3 separate regions of the Mus musculus genome follow, and regions 1 and 2 are each linked to region 3. A link is a contact called in public Hi-C and HiChIP or PLAC-seq data. All regions are on one chromosome and are shown on one strand. The core of a region is the stretch at or near the end of the contact, and the rest is flanking DNA. Distances in the headings are between cores, read along the strand shown. Region 1 overlaps Gm28729 (predicted gene 28729). Region 2 has its middle 12 kb from the start of Gm28729. Region 3 has its middle 33 kb from the start of Atp1b3.

What was found. A called contact is a pair of places that touch in the nucleus more often than the background predicts. HiChIP or PLAC-seq counts read pairs in DNA pulled down with a chosen protein or histone mark.
Region 1: a contact with region 3 is called in an H3K27ac HiChIP or PLAC-seq map of embryonic stem cells, with 8 read pairs. The contact joins two enhancer-like sites. A contact is called at or near these places in 4 of 15 datasets of contacts at CTCF or cohesin (embryonic stem cells, large pre-B cells and pro-B cells), 55 of 484 Hi-C or Micro-C datasets (the 63-12 cell line, the AtT-20 cell line, B cells and 34 more), 8 of 115 datasets of contacts at active chromatin or transcription factors (bone marrow-derived dendritic cells, embryonic basal ganglia, embryonic stem cells and 3 more) and 4 of 9 other capture datasets (adipose tissue, embryonic stem cells, liver and 1 more).
Region 2: a Hi-C map of embryonic stem cells shows a contact between it and region 3, with 1.7 times the contacts expected there. The contact joins two enhancer-like sites. A contact is called at or near these places in 2 of 39 promoter capture datasets (the 3T3-L1 cell line and 3T3-L1-derived adipocytes), 1 of 15 datasets of contacts at CTCF or cohesin (large pre-B cells), 22 of 484 Hi-C or Micro-C datasets (the AML12 cell line, the N1E-115 cell line, adipose-derived mesenchymal stem cells and 16 more), 4 of 115 datasets of contacts at active chromatin or transcription factors (bone marrow-derived macrophages, embryonic stem cells and large pre-B cells) and 3 of 9 other capture datasets (adipose tissue, liver and pancreatic islet).

The regions. Positions count from the first base shown.
Region 1 is chr9:96,490,732-96,493,431 of GRCm38.p6, forward strand. Gm28729 (predicted gene 28729) reads right to left here. Exons shown (of 11, transcript NM_001370882.1): 10 at 1,341-1,453. Among named protein-coding and RNA genes, the nearest start is that of Rnf7, 13 kb to the left of the region's middle. Within about 2 kb of position 1,265, at least 25 of the 459 cell types and tissues checked have an H3K27ac peak or open chromatin away from gene starts, as enhancers often do. A contact at or near this core is called in embryonic stem cells, where this site is marked.
Region 2 is chr9:96,535,624-96,538,323 of GRCm38.p6, forward strand. It overlaps the pseudogene Gm8495. Among named protein-coding and RNA genes, the nearest start is that of Gm28729, 12 kb to the left of the region's middle. Within about 2 kb of position 1,363, at least 211 of the 459 cell types and tissues checked have an H3K27ac peak or open chromatin away from gene starts, as enhancers often do. A contact at or near this core is called in embryonic stem cells, where this site is marked.
Region 3 is chr9:96,329,802-96,332,501 of GRCm38.p6, forward strand. No RefSeq gene overlaps it. Among named protein-coding and RNA genes, the nearest start is that of Atp1b3, 33 kb to the right of the region's middle. Within about 2 kb of position 1,295, at least 7 of the 459 cell types and tissues checked have an H3K27ac peak or open chromatin away from gene starts, as enhancers often do. A contact at or near this core is called in embryonic stem cells, where this site is marked.

The DNA of each region.
Region 1 (2,700 bases), core at 15-2,514, 160 kb after region 3:
AATGTTGGTTTACCCAATAAACGTGACTACTCAGAGGACAGCAAACGCAGGCAGGCAGCAGTGTCTGTGACATTCATTCCGTCACGGGCTTGACACCTGCCTGCATGCCCTGCTTTTTGTGTTCCGACCTGACGGCTGGTGCCCGGGTTGGCTTAGTGGGTTTGCGCTGCCGGCATTTAGAGTCTCTCTAGCTCCTCATCCTCTCTCTCTCTCTACAACTGTGGACTACTTCTGTTTTAGTTTTTGAGGCAGTTTCACATTGTGTACCAGATTGGCCTGAACTCACTAGATAGCCCAGGCTGGCCTTGAACTTGTGGCAATTCTCTTGCCTCAGCGTCTCAAGTAATATTAGGATGATGGTATGAGCCACTATGTTCTGGGTCAGAAATAGTTGTGTTTAAAAAATACATAAAGAAGAAAACAAAGCAAAACAAAACAACAACAACATCAACAACAAAAAAGGCATGGTAGCTCACGCCTGTAATCTCAAGGAGACAAAGGATTGCCAGAAGTTTAAGCCCAGTCTGCCAGTCTGATATACAGAGTAAGACCAAGCCTCAAAACTAACTAACTAAATAGACGACACACATACAAGCCCGGGTGGGGAGAATATTTACTCATTGGATGGTAGTAACAATGCTGATATTTTGGTGTACAGCAGTCTAGGTTTTTGTTTTTGCTTTTTTAAGATTTATTTATTATTATACATAAGTACACTGTAGCTGTCTTTGGACGCACCAGAAGAGGGCATCAGATTTCATTACAGGTGGTTGTGAGCCACCATGTGGTTGCTGGGATTTGAACTCAGGACTTCTGGAAGAGCAGTCAGTGCTCTTACCTCCTGAGCCATCTCGCCAGCCCGCAGTCTAGGTTTTTAAATGCATGTGCACACTTCTAAATTTCTGTATCAAAAGTCCTCTACCTATTACTTGTAAACAGCTCATTTCGTAACAGTGCTATTAAATATTTGCCCCATTAAAAAAGAAAGTTCAGTTTTACGCAGTGGAGAGTAAGCATATGCAAATCCTCTTCTTCCTCCGGGCAGCCCTGGCACCTAAGAGCAGACATGAGGCTCCTGGCAGACCCGCAGCAGGCCTGCAGGAACACGAATTCAGCAGGGCAGAGGAGCTGAGGCAGTTTTCACTAATGTTTGAGAGATGATGTTGTCTTACTGCTTGCCTCGTGACACAGCCATCATCCGTTTGACTGTGGGTTAGGGGAGGATGGCCTAGACCCTAAACTCTGGGATCGAAGGCGCCATTAATTTCCACTGAGGCCCACGCTTCATCTTGCGCCCCCTGGTGGCTGCTACTCAACTGTGCAGACGCTGAAGATTTTACCTTTTTCTTCTTTTTACGCCTCCTATTAGATTTCTTGCTAAGTTTCCAGATAGATCTGAAGGTGTCCGAAGAGATCCGGGGAGTGACTGTAACTTTTAAGGGTGGTAGTTTACCTGGGCAGAGAGAATAAGCAAGAATGAGGAGAACGGCTAACGCTGTTCAGGGCTGCTCGGATGGTCCGAATTCCATCATTAGAGTTGGCTCCTTGCTAAAGCCGGGCATGGTTGGTACTCATCTGCAGTCTTTGGACTCCAGAGGCTGAAGCAGGAAGACTAGCCTCAATTACATACAAACATATATAGCCAGCTCAAGGTCACCCTGGGCTACAGAGATCCTGTCTCAAAAAAAAAAAAAAAAAAAAAAATCAAGACCTCAACTAGAGGAAGAGGAGAAGATGAGGGAGGGAAAGAAAAAGGCATAAGCAAACCAAACTCACTTGTTACCAAGTAAGTAAGTTATTCTGATTTCGTGAAAGGAGAATTAGAAATTGTTGACTTGCAAATAAATGGTAGGAAGAGAGAAAACACTGGAAGAACATTATTTTTTATAATTAGTGTTTCCATTGTCTTTTAAGGTTTAAAACGATGCCTTTAGGGTTAAAGTCCAAGTGAGTCACCCTGTAAAATCTTAGCAGCTACCCCCCCTTTTTTTGAAGACTCTTCACTGTGTTCAAACATAATTAAAGTGCTCCGTCAGAAACAGCCCATAATGACTCTAGCTCATGACATACACGCATTAAGGCTACTCACGATGCACACTTAGACTAAGTTTCAAAACTGCTGATTTCCTAAGCCATAGATTGCTTTTTAATGCTGTTTAAATGAGTACTTTCATTTTCAGGTGGGCGCGCCATAATTAGCCTCTCATTTATGTAAATTGAGCCATTTACTAAGCGTGGAAGACGTTTTCCATCCCAGAGAGGTACTGAGTGAAAAATCACTTCCCATCCTGTCACCAGAGGCTGTCTGTCCTTACGCTCCCTGCACTAATGCTGTGGAGATTGCCAGCAGCCCAATAATGGGTTTTTACTACCAGGTAGGATGAAGGGGTGGCGTCGGCACCAGGAAAACCAAAGCGCTTATCGCACTTACAGTCAGGTTTAACAGAATTATCCTGCTGGACCTCATGCCTGCTCTAATGGAACAAGAAGTGGGTGTTCTGTTCCTCTAAAAGAAAAGGATAATTGAAAAAAAAATCTTAGAGTCATTTAATTGGTCATTAAAGATGCATGGCTTTGGTTTGAGGTGGAGCAGCACAGCAGACCACACTCCTGTGACCCTCTTTTACAACACTGCCGGGGAAGGAAAAATGTGACCTCTGACCTTTTTACTGGAGAAATGACAGCATGCTGGCGCTGCTG
Region 2 (2,700 bases), core at 113-2,612, 210 kb after region 3:
AGCACCTCCCTCTGAGGACGGAGGCACTCACTAGGTGCCATGCGGTTCTCAAGTCTCACACTTGGGCTTCTGCTGTGCAGTTTGCCCAGCATGGAACTTGCCTTTTCTCTAAGGTTTTTGGCATCTTTGTTAACAATCATAGGGTTATAATTGCATGCGTTTACCTTTGAGCCCTCTGTCGCATTGGTGTACACTTGTGCTTTGTGCCAAGCTCCACGCTGGCTTGGAGCCCCAGGCTCCGTCCTACAGCTCAGTTGTAGACAGGGAAATGGGGCGCTGTTTCTGCAGTCCTGCTTCTCCTAGCTTCACACTGCTTTGGCTATTTGGAAACTTCCGTTTACACTTTGGGTTTTTTTTTTTTTTTTTTCTACTTCTGGAAAGAATCTCATTGAAATTCTGAGTATGTGAATTACTTTCAGTAATATGTTCATTTATACAACAGCAATTCTGATCCATGACTATTGGGAGGTTTTTGTTTAGTTTTTTAAATTTTCTAATGTCTTCATCTGACTTAATTTTTTCTTATTGATTTTCCCTTCAGTCCATCTTATTGCTCTGGCCAATGGTGTTTTAAGCACCATTTCTGAAGCAAAAGTAGAAAGCAGACATGTTTACCTCACCCCGATTTCCCCACTTAGTGCATAGCTAGCTATCAGTCTGTTGCATATAGCTGTTCCTCCCCCTCCTCCTCCTCCTCCTTCCTCTTCCTTTCCTTTTTTTTTTTTTTTTTTTTTTTTTTTTTTTTGAGACAGGATTTCTCTGTATAGCCCTGGCTGTCCTGGAACTCACTCTATAGACCAGGCTGGCCTCGAACTCAGAAATCTACCTGCCTCTGCCTCTCAAGTGCTGGGATTAAAGGCGTGCGCCACCACTGTCTGGCTATGATGCAACATTTTAAGGCATGAGCTTTTTAGTCACTGATAGCTTAAAGCTGCTCCTCAAAATGGCAGTGCCGAGGCCAATGTCTGAGATAGGATTTTGGCTGGGTTGAGGCTTAAAGGTGGGTTTCTGCTAACGAGGAACCTCTCTTAATCTTGCCCCCAAAGGTCAACTACCCTGGGTAAGGGACCTAGTTCCCTGTCAACATGAACAGTCTGTATCAGCCCAAGGACCACTCTGTTGACTGGCATATAAAAACCTCTTGCTCTGCCACCATTTTGCTTCTTTGGTTCCCAATGAACCTTTCTTTCTCCCCAGATAGTCCAGTTCAGTGGTTTTACTGCACCTTACATTTGGTGCTGAAACTCTGGATGGAACTAAAACAGTAACCAATGATGTAACTTCAGAGGAAGGGGACAGTGGAGCCTGGCTGCCTGGCAGCAGCGGCAGCAGTGCTGGGGCCTAGACGCGGGGGCGTGGGGAAGCATGGGAGGAGCGTTTGCTGCGGCCCGCCCGGGATGGTCCAAGTCCGGCCTGGCGGGGTCGAGCGGGAGCTGAGGAAAGCACGCGGGCCGGGTCTGCGGGCCAGGTGGCCGGGGGCTGAGGTAGAAGTGGGCACGGAGGAAAGGGCTGGGCGAGGCGGTGGGACGAGCACCCTTTGGTGGCGGCCGCGGCCCCAGGGACGGGTGCGTGGGCGCCCAGCAGCCCAGACTCCTCCCGCATGGGAGTTGCTCTAGATCATAAACCAGCCTTTGAAAAAGGAGAAACCAGAATGGAAAACCGACTATCCTCTAACAGATGGACAACTGTGCAGCAAGAGGGATGAATTCCGGGACACTGCACCAGCTTTTGAAGGCCGGAAAGGAGATCTGGGATGCTTTGAAGGCCACTGCACAGGCTTTTGAAAGCAATGATCATGAATTGGCACAGGCAATCATTGATGGTGCAAACATAACACTACCACACAGTGCCCTGACAGAGTGCTACGATGAGCTGGGCAACCGGTACCCGCTGCCAGTCTATTGCCTGGCACCACCAATCAGCACGGTGGAGGAAGAGAGTGACATGGAGACTCTGGATGTTCCCGAGCCACCTCCCAATTCTGGACACGCATCAGCTCCATCTGAGGCTCTGCCCAGGCAAAGACCTCAAGCTTGTGGTCCGCACACAGACACAGTGTTTCACATGACGGGGCACTTACCTGCCGGAGAGTGTGGTGCCAGGCAACCAGCGGTGGTTCTTCTCTGGCAGGTCTCTCACTGATAGGAGGAAGCCGGAGGAGCTGAAGATCCCTAAGGACTGCGGTGCAGGTTATGTGAGCCAGCCTGTGCAAACCCCACCACCAGTGGAGAACTGAGCTGGGCTAGTCTTCTTCCAAGATCCCTTGGCTCCTTTTTATTGTTACCATTCCCCACTCTAAGGCGTGAAATTTATTTTCACTGCTCTGAATTCCCTATGAATGGATTTAGTTCTGAGGAATTACCAGTGAAAAAAATCCCATCTGTGATGGAGACCAACAAAAATAAGAAAACACACCGAGCCAAAAAAAAGAAAAAAAAAAAGATGGAACTTCAGGTGAAGATGCATATGAAAATTAAGATGAAAGTAATGGTTGGTTATTTAAGAATATCAAATCACCCAAAAGACTCACTGCGAGGAAAGCTTGCAGAGGAGCTTAGTAGCAGGCATGGACGTGGAGTAGAAAGGAACCATAATGGTTTTAGGCATTGTTTATTCTGAATCATGGGAGTTAGAAAGGGAAATTCAAATTATGGCCCCTGCCCTTTAAAGAACGGCATGCTTACTCAGGGTACAGGGCTG
Region 3 (2,700 bases), core at 45-2,544:
AAACAGAAAAAACCTGGAAGCCCAAGTAGTCAAAGGGGGATTACAGTAATTTTGTAACCAATATAAAACTTTCCAGCTCCTAGACCCACATAGAAAACAGCTTGGAACTCTTTTTAAAAGTACCCCCAATTTTTCCTTTCATTAGGAATATTACACTGTTTCAAAATACCACGATTCAATCAACTAACGGACACCAAACCTTCTCCATCTCCTGTCCAGTTGGGCTAAGTGCTGGGCTCAGTGACTGAAGTGCAAGCTGACTGGGTCATCCTTTTCTGTGGTCTGAGGGAACAGCCTGCAGAGGAGGCTGCTGGATCAATCATACCACGCCAGAGAGCGAAATGCACAGACAACATTGTGTATATCCTACATTCTGAGGAAAGCCTGGAGCAGATGCCAATTGGCCTATGGCTCCCATTCCCGGTCCACCTTATTATCCACAGAACACAGACTCAACTACCCTACACTCCTAAATCCACCTCATTACCCACAGGACATAGACCCAGCTCATTCTGCCTCCCAAAACATTTCCACAATAGATCCAGAGGGACATTTGGAATGACCTGTTCCTGAGCACCACCTCTGCCCATACCCAGCGCTGCCATCTGTGTAACCGAGCTAACTCCTAGGCCCTCTCTTGTTCCCTTTGGGTTAATGAACTCGAATAGGCTGTGTCCTTTCACTCAGTATGCTTCAAGTTAAGCAGGCACTCCTAAGTTCAGCAGATGAAAAAACAAAAAAACAAAACAACCTGAAGACTTGAGGTCAGCTGAAGTCACATGGCAGGACTGGACCAAGTCCAAAAACTGAACCAGAAAGAAAACCAGTTAAGACTTAGGATCTATGCCCCAAGTCTTCAAAATCCACCTCGAGATGACAGCTTTGCTCTCGGTTACAGATCTACTCTGCTTTAAACTTTTTAACTTTAGACGTTTTGTCACGTATGTGCATGGCGTCTGAGGAGACCAGAAGAGGATAGAAGGATGCCCTCTGGCAGTGGAGTTGTGAACCACTTTGTGGGTGGTTCTGGGAGGTCCCCGCTGCTCTCTGCTGCCTGTCTCTCCAGCTCCTGCACTCACTCACTAGCTCCGAGACTGCAGCCCCATGTATCTGGGGTCAAATCCCGTGCCTCATACATACTCGGCAAGCCCTGACCTAACATCCCCAGGCCTTAGGCTTTAGTTAAGTTCACAACTATTTAATGAAATGGTGCCTGAGCCAAACCTGCCGACTCAGGATCTGCCCTACTGTCGGCACCGCTCGGTTGCAGGCCTGCCGTTCCTACTCCGCAGACCAGGACAGCCTGGTCTCACAGAACTGTTGCTCAGGGTGATGTCTGGTACGTGTGCCAGGCTACAAATTATCCATCCTTACTTTACTTTCTCAATATGAACTGGGAAGCCGAGGCAGGATGGCTGTGGTGGCTTGAGTAATGGCCCCAGAGGCTCATATATATAAATGCTTAGTCGCCAGGGAGTGGCACTGAGAGGATCAGGTGTGGCCTTCTTAGAAGAAATTGTCACTGAGGGTGGACTTGGAGGTTTCAAAGGCCATGCCACTCCATGTTTCCTTCTGCCCGCAGATCAGGGTGTGACGTCACTGCTTCAGTGCCTGCCCGCTGCTTTCCACCAGAGCACCTCTGTAACTATAAGCAAGCTCCCAAATGAATGTTTTCTCTTGTAACAGCTGCCTTGACCATGGTGTCTCTTCCCAGCAACAGAACAGTGACTTAATCCAAGGCCATGTGAAACCACCCAGCAAAATCAAGAGACAGAAAAAGCACAAAGGAAAAGTCCAAGTCCAGGAAAGGTCACCTTTAAATTTTCAGGCATCACGGAGTTTTGTTGATGACAAAGTGGAGAATGTCCACCTCCAAAGTACAGCGGTGCCACCTGGCTGGCAAGGCCACCTAATTCCCTCAGCTTTCCCACATAGCCAACCTGAGACAGTTGGGTTCTTGCCCCACCAGGTCTGGCTTGCAGACCACTGAAAGCCTCAGAATGTGGCTCTGCACCATCCATGATAAAAAACAGCTCTTAGAAAAATGAGGATAGCCGGGCGGTGGTGGCGCACGCCTTTAATCCCAGCACTTGGGAGGCAGAGGAAGGCGGATTTCTGAGTTCAAGGCCAGCCTGGTCTACAAAGTAAGTTCCAGGACAGTGAGGGCTACACAGAGAAGAGAAACCCTGTCTCGGGGGGGGGGGGGGGGGGGGGGAATGAGGGGGCTGGAGAGATGGCTCAGTGGTTAAGAGCACTGTCTGCTCTTCCAGAGGTTCTGAGTTCAAATCCCAGCAACCACATGGTGGTTCACAACCATCTGTAATGAGATCTGATGCCCTCTTCTGGTGTGTCTGAAGACAGCTACAGTGTACTCATATACATAAGTAAACATAAAAAAAAAAGATAATAAATGAGAGATAAAACCATAAATGAGAAGCTGGAGACAGCTCAGTGGTTGAGCTCTCCATCCAAGGATGTAGGCTTAAGAGCAAGTACTTACATGACCGCTCACAACTGCCCTGAGTCACAGGGGGATTCAACACTTCTCTGGCCTCCACACTCACCGGGAGCTCAGGCAGCTCACATACATGCATGCTAACCAACCAAACCAAACCAAACCAAACCAACAAACAAAAAGCTTTCATTCAAACATACATACATACATACATACATACATACATACATACATACATACATACG